Regions from separate parts of the Sus scrofa genome. Here region 2 is linked to region 1. Evidence: chromatin contacts called from public HiChIP or PLAC-seq data. All regions are on one chromosome and are shown on one strand. Each heading gives the region's core, a stretch centred on a gene start, on an enhancer-like site or on the middle of the called end of the contact. The rest is flanking DNA. Distances are from core to core; before and after follow the strand shown. Region 1 has its middle 61 kb from the start of HERC1. Region 2 overlaps HERC1 (probable E3 ubiquitin-protein ligase HERC1).

Evidence for each region. HiChIP or PLAC-seq counts read pairs in DNA pulled down with a chosen protein or histone mark.
Region 2: an H3K27ac HiChIP or PLAC-seq map of skeletal muscle shows a contact between it and region 1. The contact joins two enhancer-like sites. A contact is called at or near these places in 4 of 47 Hi-C or Micro-C datasets (embryonic fibroblasts, heart right ventricle and skeletal muscle) and 1 of 2 datasets of contacts at active chromatin or transcription factors (skeletal muscle).

Annotation. Positions count from the first base shown.
Region 1 is chr1:108,143,060-108,147,622 of Sscrofa11.1, reverse strand. No RefSeq gene overlaps it. Among named protein-coding and RNA genes, the nearest start is that of HERC1, 61 kb to the left of the region's middle. Within about 2 kb of position 1,877, at least 3 of the 83 cell types and tissues checked have an H3K27ac peak or open chromatin away from gene starts, as enhancers often do. A contact at or near this core is called in skeletal muscle, where this site is marked.
Region 2 is chr1:108,305,412-108,309,974 of Sscrofa11.1, reverse strand. HERC1 (probable E3 ubiquitin-protein ligase HERC1) reads right to left here. Exons shown (of 78, transcript XM_021094078.1): 25 at 1,755-1,806. Among named protein-coding and RNA genes, the nearest start is that of HERC1, 100 kb to the right of the region's middle. Within about 2 kb of position 2,539, at least 2 of the 83 cell types and tissues checked have an H3K27ac peak or open chromatin away from gene starts, as enhancers often do. A contact at or near this core is called in skeletal muscle, where this site is marked.

The sequences.
Region 1 (4,563 bases), core at 628-3,127:
AGGCACTTGCCTGTCCCACAGGAATTGATGATCAGGACCTCAGGTCTCTTTCTCCCCACTGTGTGGTAGAGCGCACTTGGGCTTGGCAGCCAGAGAGAAGCGGATGTGAGCTCAAACTCTCCTGTGAGTTTATGGTCTTAGAGAAGTCATTCACCTCTCTGAGCCTTAGTTTTCCTCATTGGTGAAACAGGGACAACAGCTCTTTTTCAGGATTGTTATGAAAACATAATATACGCAAATCACCTGGCACATGGTTGACACAAAACAAGCGGGACCACTATCACTGATACTTCTCTAATCCAAACGGCCCCTGGCACGGACAGGTAGGAAGAGAGCTGGTTTTGTGTTTGGTGATGGTCATGTGAGGGCACTTGGTTCCTGGTGGAACCAAGCTGTGTGGAAAGCAGACGATGCCCCGGGTCTGGCACTGAGGCGCCCTAACTAACCCGGCTTGTGGAGAGTGCAGGCCCCACCCACGGCGCGGAGACGCCCAGGAAGCGTGGCCTCTTAGTAATAAGAAGCGTGGCCCCTCCATGCGATGCCCCCCTGCCAACCACACACACACAATCACCAGAGTGGTTTGGTTGTTAAGGGCAGATATACTGCAAAGAATCTCTAGCCTTCTTTCCCTTTTGCTCCACTTTCCTCATTTATGTATTTGTTCTTATTCTTTTAGTATGATGTCAATAAGAAGCATGGTTGTTGCAGCAACAGCCACATTCTGGGCGTGTACAGGGCACTGACCATATCAGCTCACATGCATTCATTTATTTAATCCTCACAACAGCGCACAGAACACAACGTTATCCCCGTTTTTACAAGAGGGAAAAGTGAGGCTCCTGCTAAAAGTCACTGCACCAAGAAGCTGCCAGAACAGGGCTTCAGCTCTAGAGTCCTGGCTTGACTTCAAATCCAGTAGCTCCACATCTGAGGTAGTGCCTCCTGCCTAGGTTTGAAGCTTCTTTCCAGGGAGGAGGGCTACAGGTGGGCAGGGCCTGCAGATTTTGGAGGCCGCAGCAGACCTCTCTCCTGGATAGGTGTGGGTACATCTGTGAGTGGGGAGCCCCGTATGAACCCCAGAGAATCTGCTCATGAGAACAACCCTGAAAGCGCAGAGGGCATCCAAGGAGCAGCAGGAGGTGAAGAGCGCCATTGGGAAAGTAGAAGAGAATGAGGGAGACATTTGGTCCCTCCCAATATCTTCCTTTCTGCTAAGACGAGGAACAAGACAAAGATGTCCACATACACCATTATTATTCAACACAGTTTTGGAAGTCCTAGCCACGGCAATCAGAGAAGAAAAAGAAATAAAAGGAATCCAAATTGGAAAAGAAGAAGTAAAACTATCTGTGTTGTAGATGACATGATACAATACCTAGAAAATCCTAAAGACACTGCCAACATCTGTTCCCCTTCTCTTGACAAGGACCTCAGTTCCCCCTACCAGTTTTGGAGGAAGCTGATTCTGCCTCAATCTCTGAGATCCTGGGTCTCAGGCCTGAATAAATCCTCTAATCCCTCCGGGTCCCCATGATTGGTCCATGGATGAGCACATGGATCAGAAAGATACATGTTGAGGTTCCTTGGGATCTTCAGAAAGAAGCTGCCCCAGCTTTCTGAGAAAGATTCCTTGGATGGCCTTTCTATCTGGTGGTTCCACCTCAGGCCTCTGTTTTTAAAAACTCAGCTATAGGAACGTTAGGGCGCCACCTCACCCTGGAGACCCCTGGCTGAGGTGGTGAGAACCCAATTGAGACCAGACTAGTGGGGTAACAGACACTACAGCCGCTCCCTTGAATCCCAGCCCAGAACAGTCAGCCAGGTGCCCAGGCCAGGGCACTGGGTATTTTCAGCCTCCAGCAGCATCAGCAGTCGTATGGTATTTCATGTGACCCCAGCACCAGGCCAGTGACATGGCCATGGGAGCCAGCCTTGTGCCCTTGCCTGGCCTGGGCCCCATCTCCCTTTCTGCTGGACTCCAGAGCCAGACAGAGGTAGAGGCCTGTGGGATGGGCTCCTGGCCAAGGGCATCAGAAACGGGGGCAAGAGGGATCGGCAACTTTAGCCGCCACCAGAGTGCCCCAGAATGGGCTCTGGTCCCCTCGGCAGCTTTCCCTTCAGTGCATTCTCTCTGTAGGATCCTGAGCAGTCCTTCTTTCTGGGTGCCATATCGGGGGTAGGGTGACCAATCACCCCCTCTGTCCTGGACGCTTCTGGTTTTAGCACTGAAAGTCTGGAGTCCCATGAAACCCTCAGTCCCGGGTGAGCTGAGACCATTGCTGGCCATCTCCTACCTCCTCCAGCTGCGACTCCTCTTTGAAGATGCAGAAACTGAGGCCCAGGAGAGGCAGGTCCTTTGCCCAGGTTCACGAGGCTAGAAGGTGAGGGGCAGGCACGGGAACCAGAGTCTGTCTAACTCCTCCTGCCTCTTCTGCAGGGCAGGCTGCTTCCGGCCCCACACAGGTGACTCTAATGGCCCTGACTGCCCTCTGCCTGCAGATTCCCCGCACCTCGCCTGTCTCTCGCCCAGCTCTCCGGGTTGCTCTTCTAGAGCAGAACATCAGAATCACCTGGAGGCCTTGTTGGAGCAGTTGGTTAGGACCCATGCCCAGAGTTGCTGATTCAGCAAGTCTGGGGGAGGAGCTTGAGAATCCGCACTTCTAACAATGTCCCAGGAGATGCTGATGCTTCTGGACGGAGACACCCTTTGAGAGTCACTGATGTCAATCACAGCTCTGATAAAGTCTCACAAAACTTCTGGACCTCCCTGTGGCTCACTGAATAGAGACCCAGACTCAAGCCTCTCTGTGACCCAGCCCCCACCTCCCCCACGGCTCCCCTCCCCACCAGGTCCCCAGCCTGCCAGGCTACCCACATCCTCAGGAGATGCTCTGCTCTCATGCCTCTGTGTCTTCACTCAAGCTTTTCCCGGCCTGGACTCCACAGTCCCTTCCACATACATCAATCCCCTTCTCTGTTAAGCCCGCCTCAAAGGCCACCTCCTCTAGGTCTCCTGCCATCAGTCAGAATCCCTCCCTCAGCTCACAGCTTAGCCACTATTTCATCCTGCCCTGTCCTTGTCACCAGCCTTTGGATTATTTGAAGACACAGACCATCTTGTTCATCTTTGTCTACATATTTGTTAAATGGATGTGACCCCAGGAGATACAACCAGGACAACAGATGGATCTTCCGGAAGGCTTGAACTCCACCTGAGAAAGAACTTGTAATGACGTGAACAGTTTGATGCCAGTTCCTGAGGGTCCTTGCCACCTCGGGGCATCTTCCGTGGGGCTGGATGAGCATCTATAAAGTCGCTGAAGTCCCCAGTTAGGCAGGTACTGACCACTGTCCTTCCTTCCCCAGCCTCTTTCTCCCCAGGAGAACCTGATCCCCACCAAGCCTACTGGCCTGCAGTGCAGACCCATGGGGCCCCATGAGGCTGGCTGGCCCCCACCAGAGGTGAGTGATGGTTGACAAGCAGGAGTTTTTGTCAGTGGCCTTCACTGTCTGAATACGAGAAGTAACTGAGGCCCCCTGCTCCAGGCTAGCCTACCTCCCACCTCTGATGACCATGTCCTCAGAAGAACCAGCCCCTCCTTGATGTGCCCACACTCTCTTCCCTCGCCTCATCCACATCTGTGCTTCCAGCCTCGTGGGCTACAGGAAGCGGCTTATCTATGAGCTAGCTGAATGTCTACAATGTCAGGTTTGTCCCCAGCCTGGGCTCCCCGGAACAGTGCCTAGCTCCACAACTGACATGTGTAAATGCTCAGAAGGTGTGTTTGCTTTCCATGCCCTACCAGGCACACACGAGCGGGCAAATGCCCCCTTGTCCTTCTTCATGTGCTCTTGGAAAAGAACCTGTGAAGCCCATTCCAGTCAAGAAGCCGTGACTGAGGCTTCCTGCCCCTGCTGTCCCTGGGGGAAAAGTTACTGTTTAAAATCAGACAAGCTTGACTTACTGATTGCATTGTGGATAAGCATACTATTGTGGTGCTTTTTGTTTCTCTCTTGGCTGGTTGGGATGGAGAGGGAAGAGAAGGATTTTCTAGAGTCTGGACTCATGGCCTGGTGGTGCCTCCAGACTGTTAAGAGTTTGGCAAGGTCCTCTAATTTGTACCTTTCAAGACCATCGACTCTGGCTTCCTCCCCGACCAGGAAGCATCCATCAGCCAGTTTCAACGCTATCAGCTTGGTTATTGGAACAGCCTGAGAAAGCCATGACCCAGGGTATCAGCTGGGGAAATATCCAAGGCTTGGCTCGTCTCCTGCCAACTTCTATGTCCCCTGAGCTTTCTCATTTCCGCTCCTTCCTAGGGCTGGCTGAGGTCTTGACCTTCTGAAAGACTGCAGGGTCAGCCAGCCCATCTGAAATTTCCCCTTCATGTGTATGAAAGGTGATACGTCCAACTGTGAACACATACAGGCCACATCCTTATGACTCAGCAGATGTGGCTTTTCTCAACTCTGTCCCCTGGAAAGTCAAATAGACCAGTCTCAAAGGTCTGACAGCATTAGAACAGAGGCTGCAAAGCCTGGGCCAGAGGCACTTCCCCATAA
Region 2 (4,563 bases), core at 1,290-3,789, 160 kb before region 1:
CACGACGGGAACTCTGACAGCAACAATCTTCATCTGAACCAAGCAACATGAAAAAGATAAAGCTGTTCCAAAAATTTTAATTTTTTTTTGTAGGGCCACACCCACAGCACGTGGAGGATCCAGGCTAGGGGGTGATTCGGAACTATAGCTGCTGGCCTACATCAGAGCCACAGCAATGTCAGATCTGTGACCTACACCACAGCTCATGGCAACACTGGATCCTTAACCTACTGAGCGAGGCCAGGGATCGAACCTGCAACCTCATGGTTCCTAGTTGGATTTGTTTCCACTGCGCCACAATGGAAACTCCCCCAAAATTTAATTTCTAAATCACATGGTTAAGAAAAAGGTACTCTGGCTAGTTATGGCACATGAACTGCCAATTTTCAAAGAATTAAAAAATAATAAAATACATACTGCACATTATACTAACCATTTATTTGATATCACAAATACCTTATAATTTTTTTAGAAACCCAACAGCCTTGATACACCATAGTATTAAAACTTTACAATAAAGAAAGCACCATCTCTAGTCTTTAGAATTCCTAATAGTTCAGATTAATCATTTTCTGCATTCTAAGTACCAACATTTCTTCCTCTAAGTTATAAATACAAAAAAGAAAAAGCTGTGTGTGAAATTTCTTTCTCTCATTCCTTTTTTTCTGTAGGGGAACCTAACATCCTGCCAAGGAAGCTATCAAGGGAAGAGTTTAACTCTGAAATACAAAAGACTTTTAATATCATGGAAAAAAACAGTTTTCCCACAGGCTTTTAGGAAACTGCCACCAGGAGATATCTGGAACATTTCACATTTTCACAACCAGAGGATAAAAGCGTTCAATAAAAATAAAAGTGCCAGAGTTCCCGTCGTGGCGCAGTGGTTAACGAATCTGACTAGGAACCATGAGGTTGCGGGTTCGATCCCTGCCCTTGCTCAGTGGGTTAACGATCCGGCGTTGCCGTGAGCTGTGGTGTAGGTTGCAGACGAGGTTCGGATCCAGTGTTGCTGTGGCTCTGGCGTAGGCTGGTGGCTACAGCTCCGATTCGACCCCTAGCGTGGGAACCTCCATATGCTGCGAGAGAGGCCCAAGAAAATGGCAAAAAGACAAAAAAAAAAAATAAAAGTGCCAATTAATAGAGAACAATATTTGGAGAGTTTTTAGTTACCTTGGAGTTGTATTATCTAAAAGTGCTGTTCTTTCCATCTACTTGTACATATAAACGAGGTAACTATATTATTCCTTAAGATACAGCTTTTAACAAATGAGCTTAACACTTGATGACACTCTAAAATTGTTCCTCATGGGAAAAGTTTTTTAAAGAAATCATTTGCTCATCTTTCACATTCTCTAACTTGAGAGGCAAGGAGGAAAAAACTAGAAACTTTCAGTTTGAAAGTAGAATGTGTGTATGATAGGCAAATGGGATAAATAGTTCTCCCTGTAACACCTTTTAAACTATAGCTACTCTACCAGTGAGCTAAAACATGGCAAATTATGTCCATAACCCCCCACAATGTAAAGTACTGCTTCTGGAGTTCTACAGGACTTTTAAAAAGTCAAAACACACAACAAATGAGAAACAAAACTGATTAACTCCTAGACAGTCCCAGACTTTTTAAGGGTATATATTTTAAAGAAAATGATCTTCCTTTTAACTTTTCTGATAAAATGTTTCAATGACAGATCTAAATACATCAGACATAAAAAGAGCTACTTAATTTCATCAGATATTTAATAGTTAATGCTTACCTCTCTTTCTATGAGATGATGCCAAATCCAAATCAACGTTTCGTCTTCCACTCTAAGTTAAAAATAAATAATAAAATTGTGAAAATTATTTTACAATTAAGAGTTAACTGAATATTGGAATAAAAAATAAACTATATAATTATAGCAATGCGCTATTTATTCACCAGTCATGCCAGGCTAAGAACAAAAAATCTCTAAAAACCCAGTGAAAACAGCTGTAAGAGAGCCCAGGCACAAGACTCTAAGATACTAAAATATAAAGCCAATTAACACTGTAAAACAGTAGAAGTTTTTCTTTGTTGTCACCTTTTCTTCTTTGGAATCTTTGTCTTTTATATTCCAAACACAGTATGATTTTGGCAGCACCTGCAGCATACAAAAGTTCCCAGGCCAGGGACTGAGCATGTGCCACAGCAGTAACCAGAGCTACAGCAGTGACAATGCCAGATCCTTAAGCCACTGAGTCACCAGGGAGTTCATGATCTCTTATTAATATCCTCTGTAGCCAAGTCCTAGATGCCTAAAGCAGCTATAGCAAAGTCCCATTTTCCAAAATAACTACTTGATCTATCCTCACTTTCCATTCTTTTCAACTCTCATTAGCCTTGGCTAAGTATACAGAAGAAGAGAATCTGATACATAGTTCTAAGCCTTCTGGTAGTATTTTAAAATATTTTAAAACGCTTTTAAATAACAGAAGAAATCTCAAACTGGTGAAACTGCAGACAGCTTAATAAAGAGTGAAGGCTTTTAGGAAGAATGGGAGTATATTTCTGTGTGTGTGTGTGTGTGTGTGTGTGTGTGTGTGTGTGTGTGTGTGGTGGGGAGGCACTGTTGAGAACTATCTACTCTCTCATATGTACACCCAGCCATAAACAAACCATGTGACTTAAATTTATGTATAGACTTGACATTATGGTCTTGGCAATTTCAACTGTATTCTATCACATAATAAAAAAGTTTGTGGCAAAGAAGAATGCGTGCAGAAGTAATAAAACAGATCAGTTCAGGAAATCTTTTCCTGCTAACACATACAGACATATGCATGCACACTGTGGATAAATACATTTTGTCTAACACACACGCACGCACGCGCGCGCGCTCGCACACCAGAAATAAGTATGTCCTCAGGCCATTTGATAGACCAAATACCAAAGAGTTGTCACAATAGCTATAAAGATATTACCATTTCATGTATATAACATTTTTATTACACAGGACCTTTTATCTCATGCCTCAGAACGAGAAACATCTAAGTTTCTCCTGAAAACCTGGTTTAGTCTTACCTTTTAGACACTAAATCGTATTAACTCATGCTTTTTCCTATTTGGTGGCCAATCTGTAATACACCACCACAGGATATGTGCAGAGGTGTGGAAATCTTACTCAGGGCTTTATTTTCCTCTCTCAGCTTCTTTTAGACATAATTTATTCACCTAATTTATACTTTTATAAACAGTATTTATTCATGGATGTTAAATCAAATTCTTCATGAAATAGGAGAGTAGGGAAATGTGGGGGATAAATTGGGAGAGCACAGTAAGAAATGCTGATAAAGGAGTTCCTGTCGTGGCGCAGCAGAACTAAATTCGACTAGGATCCATGAGGTTTCGGGTTCAATCCCTGACCTTGCTCAGTGGGTTAAGGATCCGGTGTTGCCGTGAGCTGTGGTGTAGGTTGCAGGATGCGGCTCAGATCTGGTGTTGCTGCAGCTTTGGTGTAGGCCAACAGCTACAGCTCTAATTAGACCCCTAGCCTGGGAACCTCCATATGCCGCGGGTACGGCCCTAAAAAGACAAAGACAAAAGACAGAAAAAAAAAAAGAAAAAAGAAAAAGAAATACTGATGAGAGTGACAACTGTCAATCAGGGTTTAACTGTGTAAATGTTCATTTAGGTTTCTCTGTTTACTAAGACAGAGAATTAAATAGGATATCACATAAAACTCTTTTTTTTTTTTTTTCCCCTTTCCGGCCTCCCCGAAGCACATGGGAATTCCCAAGCCAGGGATCAGACTGGAGCCACAGCTGGGACCTAAACCACAGCTGCAACAAGGCTGGATCCTAACCTATCATGCGGGGCCAGGGATTGAACCTACATCCCAGTGCTCCCAAGACACCACTGATCCCCTTGCACCACAGCAGGAACTCCGATCACATAATACTCTTTATGAAACACAAATTTAGCACTGAACTGATTAACTTCAGTTATTTTAAGAAAACATTTACTAACAATTCAGAGTAAATGAAGTACTAATAGATATCAAAGATAGGAATGGTAATCCTAAATAACCTCAGACAGAAGGGTAACATAGTTCAACTGGAAAAACCCTAAGTACACCCCCACTACTTGCTCCTCTTTGTCTATACCAGGCTCTCTGAAGCTGAAGGTTCAGCCCAGGCTGCCTCATTTACAAGAGAATCTGTTCTCTCTTGTTCTTGGTTTTTTCACCTTTTATGACACTATCATTCTAAATATTCCATAAGGAAAGATGATCAAGAGTCCATCTTTTTCAAAAATGTGTTTATTAATCTTTTTAGAATTCTGTAGAAACTAGACTTGGCAGTTAAATCTAGTTTCAAGCCACCTCCATTTATCTGTCTTCTCATTATGTTTTTAAAACATAACTTTCAACATGTTTTAAAAACCCACCTGAGCAAGTGTAACAGGTAGTTATTCCCCATTGCAAAGATAAGAAGCTGGGGCTCAGAAAGGTTAAGTGTCTTGCCCAAGGGCAAAATCAATAGAACCTACTGTGGAACAAAGAGTGCATATCTGGAAAAGAAAACAAACTGTAATTTTAAATAGAG